Linked DNA regions of Hordeum vulgare: region 1 is linked to region 2. Evidence: chromatin contacts called from public Hi-C data. All regions are on one chromosome and are shown on one strand. Each heading gives the region's core, a stretch centred on a gene start, on an enhancer-like site or on the middle of the called end of the contact. The rest is flanking DNA. Distances are from core to core; before and after follow the strand shown.

The links. Hi-C and Micro-C count contacts between places; a contact is called where the count stands out from the background.
Region 1: a contact with region 2 is called in a Hi-C map of seedling, with 2.1 times the contacts expected there. The contact joins the promoter of LOC123407872 here to the enhancer-like site in region 2. A contact is called at or near these places in 2 of 6 Hi-C or Micro-C datasets (leaf and seedling).

The regions. Positions count from the first base shown.
Region 1 is chr1H:114,822,360-114,827,475 of MorexV3_pseudomolecules_assembly, forward strand. LOC123407872 reads right to left here and starts at 2,942. Exons shown (of 5, transcript XM_045101112.1): 1 at 2,572-2,942; 2 at 2,392-2,478; 3 at 2,047-2,274; 4 at 1,675-1,893; 5 at 647-1,590. The coding sequence starts at 2,769. The coding sequence ends at 1,051.
Region 2 is chr1H:114,524,768-114,529,818 of MorexV3_pseudomolecules_assembly, forward strand. No RefSeq gene overlaps it. Among protein-coding and RNA genes, the nearest start is that of LOC123426631, 130 kb to the right of the region's middle. Within about 2 kb of position 2,199, at least 3 of the 3 cell types and tissues checked have open chromatin away from gene starts, as enhancers often do. A contact at or near this core is called in leaf and seedling, where this site is marked.

The sequences.
Region 1 (5,116 bases), core at 1,692-4,191, 300 kb after region 2:
ATATATATTTGATGGCATGTATAGATTGTTTATTGTACACCAAGACCACCTACTATTTCCTTGTATAGGTTGCGGTAGAGACCCACATTGTACATTACATATACGTGCACATTGCACCAATCAATGCATCGTACATTACCACAACTATTCACACGCCCAAACATGGCCGGCCGCCACATCCGCAGCCAATGCCGTCACCCATGGCTGGGCCGCCCATCACCCATGGAGCCGCCGTCGCCCGTGGCAGGGCCGACCACCACGCCGCCGCCAACCGCAGCCATCACCGGCACGCCGCAAAGACTGGATGGGTCGCGCCTCCATACGTTTAGGGGCCTCGCATCACCCCTAAGACGCGGGAGAGAGGGAGTCCCTGCCACCGCAGTCGGCCCTTGGGCTTAGTCCGACGATGACGAAGGGAAGGGAGCAGGGAGTTCACACCCCGGTGATAGGGTTTGGGCGCCGTCCTAGTCACCCTACCCGTCTGGTAGTGCAGTGTTAGATTATTTGATTGCTTGCAAATTCATTTGTTCTTTTGAAAGTGCCATGACAGATTTGAGAGAGGTTATCCTCACAACAAGATGGTACATACGGCGGATTAAAAGACATAAAGTTAAGGGAGAAATGGTACAACCAATCCCACATGGAGTTATGTCAAATTCATATTTGATAGCAAATTGTACTCGATCCTCCAACAAACTACTCCCGTCATTTCTAAATAGAAGTTTCTTAGATATTTTACTACGGATTACATACGAAATAAAATAAATAAATCTACATTCTAAAATATGTTTATACACATTCGTACGTAGTGTTTGGTGAAATGTTTAAAAAGATTTATATTTAGGACCAGAGGGAGTAGAATAGAGGAAGAAGAGTAGCTGGAGCAGAGCAAGGGAAGGCTTTGTTTGGGTCAATGTGAATGCTTTTTTATGTTAAAGAAAACAAACAGGCATGCATGCAAATAAAAGTCTTTTGTGGTGTAGTACAGTATTAATTTTGCTGGAATTAGCATCTGTGGCGTGAGTAAGCAGTATTGGTTCCGTCCTAGTCCTAGGGGCACCGGACGTTCCTGCCTGGACCGCCGTAGTAAAAGTAGCTGCCCCACGCGCCGCCCTGGCCGCCGGCGATGTCGTAGCACCCCGGGTGGTCGGCGAGGAGCCGGAGCCCTGCCGCCGGGATGAGGTTGTTGTCCCAGTCCACGACCTGCAAGTTGCGGAAATATGCCGCGCGGCCGTACCCTTCCCCCGGGAACCGGCCGCTGCCCATCTGCGTGGGCGTGTGCGACCCCGAGGGCCGCGTGTTCACCGCCTCGCCACCGAACTGCACCATGTCGGCGCCGCCGCGGCCGCGCGCGCCCAGGTGGGTGAAGAGGGAGGACGGCCAGTACCCCACCAGCGCGCCCGACGGGCCCAGCTGCAGCCACCAGTTGCCCTTCTTGGGGTCCTTCCAGATCATGAGCGTGATGTCGAACTGCCGGCCGCCGTAGGCCGACACCGGCGTGATGGCGGCGCCGATCACCACGCGGCCGTTGATCTGCACGAACCCCGCGCAGTGCAGGTTGTAGCACCCCGTCTCCTGGTACGCGTCGCTCTGCATCGCATACATACATGGATTTTCATGGACAAACAGTTGAAGATGACTGAACTTTTAGACGACATCGTTTAGAGAGCTTACGGTCCAGTAGGTGAAGAACCTCGGGCTGTTGTCCCCGTATAGCTCGGGGCTGACCTGCCACCCGGCCTCGATGGTGTTGAGGTCGTTGCCGAAGGAGCCGGAGATGACCCAGATCTGGGACAGGCTGAACTCCGCCGGCGACGACACCTGCGCCGGCCACACGTTCAGGCTCGCCTTCGCGCCGTAGAACTGCCCGCCGGTCACGTACCCCACCGCGTGCTGCATACCACCACAATGACATTCAGTATCCGGTACACTAGTACAGTGGCCGTATCCTTTTGTCTGCATACGTGTCCAAATGACTGACTGATACTCCTAAACAGAGACTGAATCGAAGGAGTGGTCATCATTGGCGGGGAGCCGGTGACTGACCTCATGGCCGTTGCTGGTGGAGTCCCGCCGCGCCGCGGCACTCTTGGGCTTCATCCCGAACCTCCGAACGGAACTGGCCCTGAGCAGATCGCCCTCCGTCGTCCGCCTCACCGGTATGGTCCCCTTCGGGCACCACTCGCCGGAGCTCCTCCACGTCTGCGGCAAGACCTCCTCCTCCTCGTCGTCTTCCACGGCGTCGGCATTCCCTGGCCTTGCCGCAGGTTCGTCCTGCAGCGGCTCAACAACCATTAGCGATCACCTCAAGGGCATACGCGAGAACACGATGCACATTGCAGCCGGTCAGTCACTGTCAGTCAATCAGAATTCAGAACAACACTAACGTACCTCTGGTCTCTGGCCTCTGAGGCTGGGATGGTCGAACGCGGGCTGCAGGTGAGAGGGCACGCAGTCTATGACGTCGCCGTCAGGGCTCTGCGAAATGATCAAAACCAGTTACTACCTGGCAAAAAAGGGACAAATTTCACGTACGATGTGACGAACGAGAAGAATGTCTGGTGTACGTGCCTGGATCGTCTTGACAGTGGCTTCCCTGACCCTGGCGAGCTGGGCCCTCATCCGCCGGAGCCCGAGCTGCTCCTCGCCGAAGCGGAGCGCCGTCGTGCTGCCATTGCCATTGCCCGTCGTCGCGGAGGAGACGAGGGCGGGGAAGACGAGGAGGAAAGAGACGAAGGAGGCAATGATTGGGCAGCAGCAAGAAGCCATCGACGAGCAGGGCTGCCCTGAGTTTCGTAGCAGCCTAGGATCAGAAGAAGAAGAGGAAGAAGCTTAATACTCTTCCAAGGCGTCAGTCAGTATGTGCGCGCGCGCACCAGCATTGGCGCGGTTGTCTTCTTCCTACCGCCCTCGAGCTCGCTATAAATACACACAGGCATCCATAGATCACTAGATACACGGATGGATAGATACCTGGGAGTATGGCACCAAACGAACCAGCAGTGAGACGGAATTATCAGCAGGTCATTTGGCCGACTCTGCGCTCCGGTGGGCGGCTGATTTGGCTCACCAGCCTGCAGGCCTTTTTCTTCCGTGCGACGGACCAGCACAGCATAATTGTCTCGAAATGAGCACCACGCGTAGCCATGCCCCCATCATTTTTTCCTAGCCGTATGCCCGCTCCTGTCCCCTCTCCCACTCCACGCTGCTGCCTTTTGGTCTTTCCTTTAGTAGATCTCAGTGGAGGCCAGCCCGGTGGCATGGCATGTAACTTTTCTTTGTGCTGCAGAACGATGGGTGCTCCCCATGTGCCGAGAGATTTAGGCAGATCTGTGCAATGTCCAGAACACTGCTTGGTTAGGCAGAACAGGTTTTACATCCTGTTACCTTTGAGCTCGGCAGTACAGACTGCGTAGTTCAGAGGCACGATCGGGGTTACTGGATTCCAGGACACTTCATTACTTGTGTTGAAATTAGTAGCGGGCCTTAGGCCCATAAGATAATTTCAAAAATCTCCAAAGGTCCATGTAGGTGAGGGCATGACAAGGTGGTGGTGAAAAGTTTAGTCCCACTCCGTTAGTGGAGAAAAAGTTTGATCCTTTATAAGGGTCTCTATTCTATATGCTATTGGAGAGTGAAAAGGGAAGAAGCCCTCGCGCACTCCTCCCTCGCCGCCCGCCACGCCTCGTCACGACGTAGGTTGCGGGAATGAGCCGAGCTCCCACGTCTCTCCACCCGGCCGCCTATATAAGTAGGGCTAACACCAACCCTAGCCATCACGAGAATCAGATCACATCTGCCTCACGCGATCGTTCCTTTGCTGCTGCTGCCGCGGGCGACTCCGTCCCGTTCACCGCGCTCGTGGATTAATTTACTCAAAAAATCGCCTATTTACTCAACAATCCAAAAAACTAATTTGTGTAGGATTTTTTGAGTAATGGTTTTGCTGTTGCACTGAAACCGGATAAGTTTATTGGTACTTATTTCAAGCGTTGGCCACCATCCTATTCCTTGGAGTAGTTATAAGCGTGATCGGAGATAAGCTGGTTGATGCATATTTACATATGCATGTTGCCAAAGAGCTGTGGGAGGCGCTCAAATCTAAATTCGGGGTCACTGATGCTGGGAGTGAGATGTATGTTATGGAGCAGTTCCATGATTACAAAATGGTTGACAACTGTTCTGTATTGGAACAGGCTCATGAGATAATGATCACATCTGCCTCTCGCGCTCGTTCCTTTGCTGCTGCTGCCGCCGGCGACTCCGTCCCGTTCACCGCGTACACAGTCGACGGGAGAGCAGGCCTCCGAAACCCAGCCTCTCCGCTCACCTCCGTCCGTCTGCTTCGTCTACATCCACGTCGTCCTCGTCATCGCCATGGCTGAACCATTCGAGGCCGATCGTCTCGCCCTTGAAGCCGACAAGAAGGCGGCAGCATCTTCTACGGTATAATTTGTTTATCCCACTCCTTTCCGTTTCAATCCTAGCAGTACTACTTGCATGCATAGATGTATCAACTATATGCGTAGTATGTGCTAGATTAGTCATGATCAGTATGTCATTAGTCTAGTCAATGCCATGCTAGTGATTATCTCATGGATTAATTTACTTGGAAAATCGCTTATTTACTCAACAATCCAAAAAACTAATTTGTGTAGGAATTTTTCGAGTAATGGTTTTGCTGCTACACTGAAACCGGAGAAGTCTACCGGTACTTATTTCAAGCGTTGGCAAACGAAAACCGCCTTATGACTCATAGCTATGAACGTGTTCTGCGTAGCCGGTGTCACTCCCACGGGAACGATCTCTGCTGAACATCAGAAGATGTTGGCGGAGGCCACCGTCCTATTCCTTGGAGCAGTTATAAGCGTGATCGGAGATAAGCTGGTTGATGCATATTTGCATATGCATGTTGCCAAAGAGATGTGGGAGGCGCTCGAATCTAAATTCGGGGCCACTGATGCTGGGAGTGAGATGTATGTTATGGGGCAGTTCCACGATTACAAAATGGTTGACAACCGTTCTGTATTGGAACAGGCTCATGAGATAATGATCACATCTGCCTCACGCGCTCGTTCCTTTGCTGCTGCTGCCGCTGGCGACTCCGTCCCATTCA
Region 2 (5,051 bases), core at 949-3,448:
GAGTAGGAAAATGGTTCTATTCGTCCCCCGCCCTTGGTACCGAAGTTGTTGCCAACATAACTAACATGTTATTCTCTCACATGTCTTGCTACCAAGACCATGCAAGGTGTCACCGATCGGCCTACTTTTAACCCCACATGGTGGGCCCATAACCCACAATTCTAGAGAATAGAAACCTCACTCTTTTGTACACCTTTGATTCCAAGGTATCCTTTGCACTTGGCTTCGTATGTAATTCCCGAGCCACCATCCAAGGGATGATATATTCTAGCATCAGACGCAATATTCATTCTTATTGTTCCGGACCCCTTTCACCTTCTGATCAAGCATCAAATGTTTGCCTACCCGTTTCAAACTTTTGTACCATCACATCTTGCACCCTATGAATTCCCTGGGATACAACTCGAGGAATAATTCTTGTCTTCTTCCCTGGGTTCACCGTGAGCTCCCCAACTTTGTGTTGCTACATCCTTCTAGAGTTTTCCCTCTTATCGCATCCATGGGATGATAAAGACCCCGAAGGAAGGATGACTACTTCATCCGGATGACCTTGAAGAGAGAATTGAAGACACTAACGAAAGGGATCAACTTCTTTGAGAAGAGCAACCAAGTACAAGAACACTCGTTAGAATTTCGTAACCAAACGTTTCCCCCTTACCTCTACCTCTCAATTCTCGGGACGAGAATTTCTTTTAGTGGTGGAGAGTTGTGACACCCCTGAATTCATGCTACAGTAATGCCCCCCCTAATGGTGCCATGTCATCAAGTTGAACTAAGCCAGATTTTCACTTAATAAAATCAAAATCAAATTTGAAATTTAAACTAAAGTTAAATTATTATTTCTTCAAACATAATAAAAAAATGTCGTAATGTTGCAAATATTCCATAGTTAATTATGGTGGTGAACCAAAATTTCTATAAAGTGTAATAATTGCCCTAGAATATTTAAAAAATGCCAAAAGGCATTTTAAAATGCTTTTCTAAATTATGAAAAATTCAAACAACTTCAAATGTCTCCAAAACTTTTTGTGACAACATTAAATATTGCACACTATTTATGTGGCTAAGTCCCGTATTTTACAAAGGTCATTTGTAGGCTAAATAAAATACAAGACTACCGTTGAAAAAAAAACAAAAAATAAAATAATAGTGAAAAAGAGAAAGGACCTACTGCTACACTCGACCCTAGTGGCCACAGTGCAACACAACCCACTGGCCACGTCCTTTCTCCCACCTCTTGCAACAAGAGGAGGCAGAGCCATGGCCTGCACGCGTGCGTGCCGTCCACTCGCCCGATCTCCTTGTGTCAGCCGTCCGGCGATTCCCGCCGAGGATAAGGTCGTTCCCCCTGCTCTCTCTCTCCCTCCCCAAACCCTAGCCCTCTCCTAGTTCCTTCCTTGCGTCGTTGCTCGCTTCCCCACACACACAGCCGCGTCGTCGTCACCACGTCATCACCGATCCCGCGACCATCAAGCCTCCGACACCTCCTCATGGTGCCCATAGGCTTCCCCGATGTCAACTATGCCGACTGCGGGCATCAAATCGACTAGAGCCGAACTAAATCCTCGCCATCGAGCTCCACCACGTTGTCGGACGCCCCACTACCTCGCCATCGTGCTGCTCCTCCAGGACGTCGCCGGCCTCCCCGACCTCGCCTTTGAGCTCCCCGTGAGCCCCACTCTCCATTCCCCTCTCCCCTCCTCGATTTTCCCTCATAGCCACTGCTCCAAGCTCGGCTATAGCTCCGCTCGAATGCGCCCCCTCACCCGCTCGCTGCAGCCGTCCGTGCCATCTGTGTGTGCCCCGCCGCTGCATGTGCTCCCCCGCGCCGTCCGCATGCACGACCGCTGCACCTACAGTGAGCTGCTACTCCCGTCGATGTTGTGCTGCTGCTCCGATGCCGCTGTTGCTGCGCCTCGCTTGTTGCTCCTTGCGTCTACTGCTGCTCTACTACTGCCGCGCCACTGCGTTGCTGTTGCGCGGCAGCTACTCTGCCCCGCCGTATTCGCCTGCCGTTAGCCGCCTCCGCCCGCTCGCTTGGCCACCACCGCTGCCTCGTGCCCGCCGGCGCCTGGCCCCGTCCGCCGTCACTCCCCATGATGCCGAGCCTAGCTAGGACCAGAGCCGGCTGGCCCTCCTATGGCTCACTCGCAGCTGGGTCCAAGTGGACCTAGTTGACCCCGATGACCGGTCAACAGGTCAACTCTAACCTGCTAACTCTGCCAGCCCCAGGCCCCACTAGTCAGTCTGTGGTGCACGTGTGAGTGCACTACACCGGGTGTACCTAGCAATTTCCATTTAATTTCGAAATAATATTTTTTTTCTTCAAAAAATCATTAAAACTTTGAAAATCATTTAAAAGTAATTCATAACACCAATTAAAATGATTTATATATGAAAAATGACCAGAAAAATATAACGAATCTGATTATGCCTTACACATATCCGTGATACCCCTCTAACATAATGAACATGGACATTTGGCATTAGGATCATCTGTCCTAAAAATACCTGGAGCCGGGAAAATATTGTCGGATATTTCCCCCTTCTTTTAAAATTGCTTAGGGATGCATTAGAGCATGTCACCCAGAGAAATTGCCATGCCATTGCATTTGTGTTGCATTTGATTTCTCCGTTATTTATTTGTTTCGCCTTTCGTTACTTCTTTCCGGTAGAGCCCGAGACCGAAGTTGATCTGGTGATCGATTACTTCACCGTCAATGGTCTGTATCTGTGTGCACAGAAACCACACAAGCAAACCCCCTTGATCATCCCTTTATCGCCCATTCTTTTTCCCTCCTGCTTGCATTAGATTTTGCTACTGTTGTAGATAGCTCCTATTCTGATGCATAGCCTATTTTTATGAAACTTCTATTATACCCTATTGCATATCAAATGCTTAGTATAGGTGGATTAGTGATCCCGAGTGACCCTACTGGCATTATAATTTTGCTCAATCAAAGTAGACAAGGGCATATCATTAGGATCAACATGAGTATTTTCATTAGCAACCAAATTCATAAGAGCATCCACTTTTTCACTCCAAGTAGCGGTTTCCTCAACAAAATTTACCTTCTTACCAATTGGAGATCTCTCGGTATGCCATTGAGAATAATTGGTCATAATGTTATCCAGACTTTTTGTGGCCTCTCCTAAGGCCACGTCCATAAAGGTACCACCTGCAGCAGAATCTAGAAGATTTCTTGACACAAAGTTTAGTCCATCATAGAAGTTTTGGATAATCATCCACAAGTTTAGACCATGAGTGAGGCCATTCCTTATCATCAATTTCATTCTCTCCCATGGTTGTGCAACATGTTCTTGATCACACTGTTTAAAATTCATTAGTTGATTTCTAAGGGAGATGATTTTAGCAGGAGGAAAATAATTGGCAATAAAAGCATCTTTACACTTATTCCATGTTCCAATACTATTGCGTGGTAAAGATGAAAACCGAGCTTTAGCTTTGTCTCTTAGTGAAAACGGAAACAATTTAATTTCACTATATCACTATTCATATCCTTTTTCTTTTGCAAATCACAAAGTTCAACAATGGTATTAAGATGTGAAGTGGGATCCTCATCATGACTTCCCAAAAATTGATCTTTCATGTCAAGATTCACCAATGCAACATCAATATTAAAAGCCTCCGCACTAGTGGCGGGTGGTATAGGAGTACTAAGAAAATCATTTTATTAGTATTTGAGAACTCACACAACTTAGTAGTTTCTTGAGACATGGTGACCGAGCAAGCAAAGTAACAAGCCGGACAAATAAACTAGAGAGTGAAGATGCAAACTAGTGACAAGCTAAGCAAGCAAAGGTAAATATTTTTGTATTTTTATTTTTCTGATACAAACTAAATATACCATCAAACAAAAAAGAGGAATAAGTGAATGAAAATTTATGTGAAGTTTATTGGCAGTTGGTGATGATATTCCCCGACAACGACGCTAGAAATCCTTCGTCATACTTGTGATTTGCATTGGGTTTCCCGTGAAGAGGAATGAGTTATCGCAGCATAATGTGGGTAAGTATTTCCCTCAGTTATGAAACCAAGTTTTATCAAACACATAGTAATATCAACAACAACCGTCTTCAGCGTCTGCACACAAAAGAACAAATAACTTGCACCCAATGCGGGCAAGAGGATTGCCAATCCCCTTGGTCTCGTTGTTTGCAAGCAAGTGAGATGTGTAGATAATTGCAAATTCAAAAATAAAATGAAAACAAATAAATGACAGCAAGGTATTGAAGGTTTTGTAAATATATGGTGAATAGACCCGGGGCCCATAGTTTTCCCTAATGGCATCTCTCATGAAGAACAACATATGGTGGGTATACAAATTATTGTTGGGCAATTGATAGAAAATAGGATAGTTATGTGATATTCATGGCAATGATCATGTGTATATAGGTATCACGTCCATAAACAAATGGCCGACTCTTACCTGCACCTATTACTGTTACTCCACTCATCGACCGCTATCCAACATGCATCTACAGTATTAAGTAAAGCCGACTAATGCATGGAGAGCGATGTCATGATGCAGACAAAGTAAACTCAAGCAATATGATTAAACCGCATAGTGTAATCCTTAGTAGCAGAAACACAAAGACACACTTTGTCCCCTTATATCACCGGGATATATAAATTTTCCAGGTTGAACCTACTACAACGCACCACTCTCACCAAAGAAATATCAGTCTAGTTGGCCAAACTATTTCAATAGATCGGAGAGAATTACGAAGCTATCACAACCATGCACATAAGAATCATATTAGTATTTAGAGAAGACTCAAATATTTATCATGAATAATCTGAACATAAACCCACAATTCATCGGATCTCAGCAAACACAGCGCACAAAAGGATTACATCATATGGAACAAAGCGAAGATGCAATGATCATTGTATTGATGATTAAGAGAGAGAGAATTGACATCTAGGTACTAGCTATGGACCCGTAGGTTTGTAGTGAACTACCCACACAACATGATGAGGGCAACAAGGTTGATGAAGAGGCCCTCCATCATAGATCCCCTTCCGG